Linked DNA regions of Mus musculus: region 2 is linked to region 1. A link is a contact called in public HiChIP or PLAC-seq data. All regions are on one chromosome and are shown on one strand. Each heading gives the region's core, a stretch centred on a gene start, on an enhancer-like site or on the middle of the called end of the contact. The rest is flanking DNA. Distances are from core to core; before and after follow the strand shown. Region 1 overlaps Sh2b3 (SH2B adaptor protein 3). Region 2 has its middle 12 kb from the start of Myl2.

Region 1 (3,110 bases), core at 323-2,822:
AGAACCATGGGAGGTCACTCAGGATGACCTAGCTGCTGAGAGTGGGCTTCAGAGTCCATGCTCTGACCATGCTTTCTAGAGCTAAGTAGTACTCCTCTGCTTCAGTCATCCCCCCAACCCCAAATCTGCCTTCACAGTCTTCCATTTCAGCATGGGTCTGCCCTTCAGGCTTTTCTTGTTCACCATTAGGTGTTCCCTTAACAAATGTGGTCGCATACCTGTAAAAACTAGCTGGAGAAACACGCGAGCCTTGGTTTGTGTGCAGAGTAAATAGTTCCTACAGGGTGGAGGGTGGGTTCGAGCCTGGAGCTCCCTGGAAGAGGTGGTAGATAGCCCCAGACTCCTACTAGGGGACGAACCAGGGTCCTTGCGTCCCCAGCTTTATCTGCTGGTTGGGGTTGTCACCAACAGCAGGGAGCTGTGGCTCTGGGCCTATGAGCAAGTGTTTACATTAAAACCTTTTTTTTTTTTTCTCCAAGACAGGGTTTTTCTGTGTAGTTCTGGCTGTCCTCACTTTGTAGAGCAGGCTGGCCTCGAACTCAGAAATCCGCCTGCCTCTGCTTCCCAAGTGCTGAGATTAAAGGCGTGCGCTACCACGCTCGGCAACGTTAAAACCTTTTAATTGTGGGAAATGAGTCTAAAATTCCTCTTGTGAGACTGTCCCCCACAGAAGCAGCTGTACTGCTTTAGAACACCTAGCATGGGCGGTGGAGAGCCTGTGTTTTAGTCTTTACAAAGCAGCCCTGGCTATCCTGTCAGTTTTCACTTGGATATGCTGTGAACAGCCTGTTTCCCAGTAGGGAGTTCCCTTCATCCGAAATTTCACTTCATATGGTCAACTGAAGCCTGAAGAGACTAGATGGAAAATTATTGAAAACGCCAAGCATGGCTCTGAGTGGTGCACAGCTGAGCCCCCTTGAAGGAGGTAGCGCCTCTCTGGTAGATCTCATCTAGCCACTGTATCCACCACGTGGGAGCTGCAGGCCCGCTTGCTTGCTGGCTTCCACGTGCTGGGTGTTCCCGGGTGGTCGCTGGGGCGGGGATGTTCTCTGGGCTCATTGCTTTCTGACTTGTCTTACAGCCCGGCCGCCCCGCCTCGCTCTCCACCATGAACGAGCCCACCGTGCAGCCGTCCCGCACATCCTCCGCACCCGCCTCGCCGGCATCCCCACGCGGCTGGAGCGACTTCTGCGAGCAGCACGCAGCAGCGGCGGCCCGGGAGCTGGCCCGCCAGTACTGGTTGTTTGCGCGCGCGCACCCACAGCCGCCGCGCGCGGACCTGGTGTCGCTGCAGTTCGCGGAGCTCTTCCAGCGCCACTTCTGCCGGGAGGTGCGCGAGAGCCTCGCAGGACCGCCGGGTCACGACTACCGCGCCACTGCTCCGCCCCGCCCCGCGCTGCCCAAGGCACGCAGCTCCGAGGACCTGGGCCCGCGGCCCGCCTGTGCCCTGCAGCACCTGCGCCGCGGCCTGCGCCAGCTCTTCCGCCGCCGCTCGGCAGGGGAGCTGCCCGGGGCTACCAGTGACACCAATGACATCGACACCACCGCAGCCAGCAGGCCGGGCCCGGCCCGCAAGTTGCTACCCTGGGGCCTGCGAGAGCCGCCCACTGAGGCGCTCAAGGAGGTCGTATTGCGCTATAGCCTGGCGGACGAGGCAGCAATGGACAGCGGCGCACGCTGGCAGCGGGGTCGCCTGGTGCTTCGGTCTCCAGGTCCGGGCCACAGCCACTTTCTGCAGCTCTTCGATCCGCCCAAGGTGAGCACCTGGAGAGTGTGGTGCTACAGCGTGCCCACAGCTTCAATAGGTACCCTGTGGGCCCGACTCTGCCAGGACAGTGAGTCTGCGACCCCGGAGAGTTGAAGGACTGTTTGTGCTGTTGATGGGTTGGAGCATATTGGTTCAAAGTCTTTGAAAGTCCAGATATACCTAACGTGGACATTGGAGCTTTCAGGAAGTCCATGAAGGCTGAGTGGCATACCTGGTATGCCGACTCTGCAGTTTCTTTTCTTTTGCTTCTTGCTGGCAAATGAGGCCTAGGGTCTCAGTGCTTCAGCTTGCAGCTGGCATCCATCCCTCCTGTGTGGATGTGTGAAGCCTGGCTGCCTGCTGTCATTTCATCTTTTCTCTGTGGTCCCATTTTGTGTAACAGCTTGGCTGTAGAGTAACAGTGATGTGAGCCCAACCCCGAGGCACTACTAGTAATATTCAGGCATATGCTTTGCAATGATCACAGGCCAGATAACTACCTACTGTGTGCTAAGCACACATTACGGGCTGGGAGCTGTGGAAGGAGTAAGCCCCAGGAACATGCAGCTGGCACTGTTGCAGCAGAAAGGCAGTTGGGTGTGCTAGGGTGGCAAAGGTCTTATAAGACATCTTCCTTGCCAGTTACTGCTAAATGGGGGTGCTCTGAGTTTCAGTGTGTACCTTCAAGTGACCCAGAAGCACACACATTTCCCCACTCTCTGCCTTTTCTCTCCAGGTTGGATATATGGTTTTGTTTTTGAGATAGCATGTTGCCTAGCCTGCTCTTGAACTAGCTATGTAGAGGCTGACCTGAGGTTTGAACATGTCTACCTCCTGGCTACTGGGATTATAAGCATGTCCCACCAGGCCAACTTTTGTGGTGCTAGGTATTGAACCTGGGGCATTGTGCATGGTTAGCAGGACTCTAGTCACCAGCTTACATCCTCAGTCCCTATGTGTTTACTTTTAATTGTGTTTATGTTATGTATGCATATATGTGAGCATGTGTAAGTGCAGCTCAGAGGCCAAAGGGATCCATCCAGTACCCTGATATAGGTGGAGTTATAGGTGGTATGGGTGATGGGAATGGAACTCAGGTTCTCTTCCAAGGCAGTAGATGCTCTAACTGCCAAGCCCTCTCTGCAGTCCTGTGAGTTCATCTTGTTTGGTGTGCTCTTCAGCACCAGCACTGGCCCGCCCGCTGTTTTACTGATACCTGTTGCTGGGTGGTTCGGTGGTTTCCACTTCAATGCCTTCTTCCCCATGGATAGGGACTTGCTTCATTGGCCTCCCAAGCACTGGCGCCATGAGCATCTACGCTCCTGTTCTTGGCTTTCTTGGGACTTTTCTGAGTAATGTCACA
Region 2 (3,426 bases), core at 154-2,653, 260 kb before region 1:
TTTATCTATCATCCATGTCAAGGTAATTTTGTAGGGAGAGCCAAGTGTGAGTGAACAAACTTGTTTTTCTTATTTACTTTTTACATAGGGAAGACCAGTGTATTGTACTACCAAATTGTATAGGCAACTTCCAAATTGAAAGCCAGTTGCCTATAGGTGAGGAGGTCCTTAGTTTCCTGTGTGCCTCTGCTACCCACACCACGCAGCTCTAAGGTGACCCTTGAATCAAGTGATGGGGCTGGAGAGATGGCTAAGTTAAGAACACTTGTATCAGGCTGTGGTGGCACAGGCCTTTAATCCCAGCACTTGGGAGGCAGAGGCAGGTGGATTTCTGAGTTGGAGGCCAGCCTGGTCTACAGAGTGAGTTCCAGGACAGCCAAGGCTACACAGAGAAACCTTGTCTGAAAAAACCAAAAAAAAAAAAAAAAAAAAAAAAAAAAGAGAGAAGGAAAAGAGTGATCAGTACTCTTAATTACTGAGCTACCTCTCCAGCCCCTATATTTTGTTTATTTTAAAATGTATGCGCTGTTTCTGCTGAGACAAGTTCTCTGTATTATGTAGCTTTGGCTGTCCCTGGAACGCACTGAGAAGACAGCAGTTCTCAACCTGTGGGTCCCGACCCCCCCTTTTTTCACAAAGGTCGAATATCAAATATCTGGCATATCAGATACTTACATTATGACTTATAACAGTAGCAAAATTAAAATTATGATGTAGTAACGAAAATGATTTTTATGGTTAGGGGTCACCACAACACGAAGAACTGTATTAAGGGCTCTTAGCGTTAGGAAGGCTAAGAACCGCTGATGTAGACTAGGCTGATCTCAAATGCACAGAAATTCATCTACTCCTGCTGGGATTGATTAAAGGCGTAAGCCACCACACCTGGCTTTTTTTTTTAATTTTTAAAAAAAGATTATTTATTATATCTAAGTACCCTGTAGTTGTCTTCAGACATACCAGAAGAGGGCGTCAGATCTTATTACGGATGGTTGTGAGCCACCATGTGGTTGCTGGAATTTGAACTCAGGACCTTTGGAAGGGTAGCTGGTGCTCTTAACCACTGAGCCATCTCTTCAGCCCCACACCTGGCTTTTTAATGTTTTTGAGACAGAATTTGCAGCTCGGACCAGCCTTGAACTTCTAGCAATTCTCTTGCCTCAGGCTCTTGAGTGCTGTTCCAGGTTTCCAGGCCTGTCCCCCTGGAGGCCTTCAGGGCCTGGTGTGGTCTCAGGAGGCCACTACTCCCTCTGTTCCTCCACCCCTGTCTGCCCTCTCTCCCTGCCCTGGAGCTCCATTAACAGGAGGTGCCAGGAGCAAGGCCCATCCCCAGGCTGGACCAGCAGAGCTGGAGGGCTCGTTCGCATTGCTAGTCAGAACTTCTCCACAAGGTGGCGGTATGACACAGCCCACTGTTCTCCAGGAGCCCTGTTTTAAGCCACACTTAGACACAAGCCCTGCTCGGTCCTCTTATGTGTCCCAGACTACTGAACCCAGGAACTGAGACATGGGTGTCGCCTCTGTATGGGAGCATGGTGGAGCACTGAAGACCACCTCAGAAACTTTGATGTCACAGGATGAGGAAGACGCCTGTATTAAAAAAAAAAAATTCTTCATGGCTTACATCAGAAAGCCCCTCATGTCTCGTCATTACCGAGTGCGTTTCTTTTGTCTTTCTAGAAGTATCTCTGGGGATTTTAGGGAATAAAACTGGTGTTCGTGAAAGGTGGTTCTGAAATTCTGGGGATTTAGAGGCTGATGGCTAAGGAAGTGTCTTAGTTATTGTTCTAGTCCCGTGACGTGAATCCATGCACATCTCGGCGGGGGCACAGTGGCAGGCGAGCGTGGTGCTGGAGAGGTAGCTGAGAGCTCACACCAGGTCTCTAAGTTATAGGCAGAGAGAGAGGAGAGAGACAGAGAGACAGAGAGACAGACACAGACAGACAGACTTGGCCTGTCATGTTCTTTTGAAACCTCAAAGCCACATCTCCAGCGACACCTCCTCCTCCAACAAGTCCATACCCCCCTAATCCTTCCTAAACGGTCCATCAACTGGGGACCAACCGTTCAAACATATGAGCCTACGGGACCATTCTCATTCAAGCCACCACACAGCAATTACTTCACACCATACAATCTCTCTTTAGAAATAGATGCCTGTATGTTTTTAATGTACATGGGTGTTCTGTTGGTATGTGTATCAGCGCACTGGAAGAAGGTATGGGATCCATGGGACTGCAGTTATAGGAAGCTGTGAGCAGCCTTGGAGGTGCTGAGCATCGAACTTCAGACCTCTGGAAGAGCAGCCAGTGCTCCTAACCACTGAGCAATCTCCCTAGGACCTTACATCATATCATCTCAAACTTGAATAGACTAACTTAAACACAGGTGGTGGTGTACTGGCTGGTTTTGTGTGTCAACTTGACACAGGTTGGAGTTATCACAGAGAAAGGAGCTTCAGTTGAGGAAATGCCTCCATGAGATCCAGCTGTAAGGCATTTTCTCAATTAGTGATCAAGGGGGAAAGGTCCCTTGTGGGTGGTGCCAGCTCTGGGCTGGCAGTCTTGGGTTCTATAAGAAAGCAGGCTGAGCAAGCCAGGGGAAGCAAGCCAGTAAGTAACATCCCTCCATGGCCTCTGCATCAGCTCCTGCTTTCTGACCTGCTTGAGTTCTAGTCCTGACTTTCTTTGGTGATGAACAACAGTGTGGAAGTGTAAGCTGAATAAACCCTTTCCTCCCCAACTTGCTTCTTGGTCATGATGTTTGTGCAGGAATAGAGACTCTGACTAAGACAGGTGTCAAATAACACAAAAACTCTTCTTTTCATTTTATTAGGGAAGGGTTTTTTTTTTTTTAACTGTGTTTTACTTGAACTCATGATTCTCCTACCTTGGCCTCCTGAGTCACAGGGCAGTGGAAGTGCAGGCAGGATGATATCCCACCAAAGCTTAGTGTGTGAGAGTGTGAGTGCATGCATGTGTGTGTATATATGTGTGCGTGCCTGCATGCACGTGTGTGTGCATGTGTGTGTGTGTGTGTGTGTGTGTATGCATGTGCACATGTTCCTAGCATGTCTTAGCAGTCATGTCTTTGCTGGGCACAGGGGAAATGCCAGCAAGGCTTTCTGAGGCTCCTGTGACCCTCATTACTGGTGAAGGGCCCCAGCAGTGACAGGTTCTCAGCTCCAGTACCTGCCTTTTCTTCTGCTACATTAGAAGCAGGCTTACCCATCATGCCTAAGCCACGTTGTTGGGCCCCACCTGCGGGCTTAGATTTTGTTTTCAAGCCTATTTTATTTAGGGTTCTTAAATGCTTTCTAGCCTTCTAGCCAACCTATCAGAGGTAGGAGAAAAGAAAGATAGATAGGAAATGGGAGTTGTGGCCCTGTTTAGAAGTAGTTCTTTGGGGGGAGAGTCCAATCTGTGT

What was found. HiChIP or PLAC-seq counts read pairs in DNA pulled down with a chosen protein or histone mark.
Region 2: a contact with region 1 is called in an H3K4me3 HiChIP or PLAC-seq map of forebrain, with 4 times the contacts expected there. The contact joins two enhancer-like sites. A contact is called at or near these places in 5 of 39 promoter capture datasets (embryonic stem cells, frontonasal cranial neural crest, maxillary cranial neural crest and 1 more), 1 of 15 datasets of contacts at CTCF or cohesin (embryonic stem cells), 6 of 484 Hi-C or Micro-C datasets (the Ba/F3 cell line, cardiomyocytes, cortical neurons and 3 more), 16 of 115 datasets of contacts at active chromatin or transcription factors (T-cell acute lymphoblastic leukemia, acute myeloid leukemia, craniofacial prominence and 11 more) and 6 of 9 other capture datasets (adipose tissue, embryonic stem cells, embryonic tail and 3 more).

Annotation. Positions count from the first base shown.
Region 1 is chr5:121,827,048-121,830,157 of GRCm38.p6, reverse strand. It overlaps Sh2b3 (SH2B adaptor protein 3), which reads left to right. Exons shown (of 8, transcript NM_008507.4): 2 at 1,082-1,756. The coding sequence starts at 1,109. Among named protein-coding and RNA genes, the nearest start is that of Sh2b3, 8.3 kb to the left of the region's middle. Within about 2 kb of position 1,572, at least 73 of the 459 cell types and tissues checked have an H3K27ac peak or open chromatin away from gene starts, as enhancers often do.
Region 2 is chr5:122,087,063-122,090,488 of GRCm38.p6, reverse strand. No RefSeq gene overlaps it. Among named protein-coding and RNA genes, the nearest start is that of Myl2, 12 kb to the left of the region's middle. Within about 2 kb of position 1,403, at least 3 of the 459 cell types and tissues checked have an H3K27ac peak or open chromatin away from gene starts, as enhancers often do.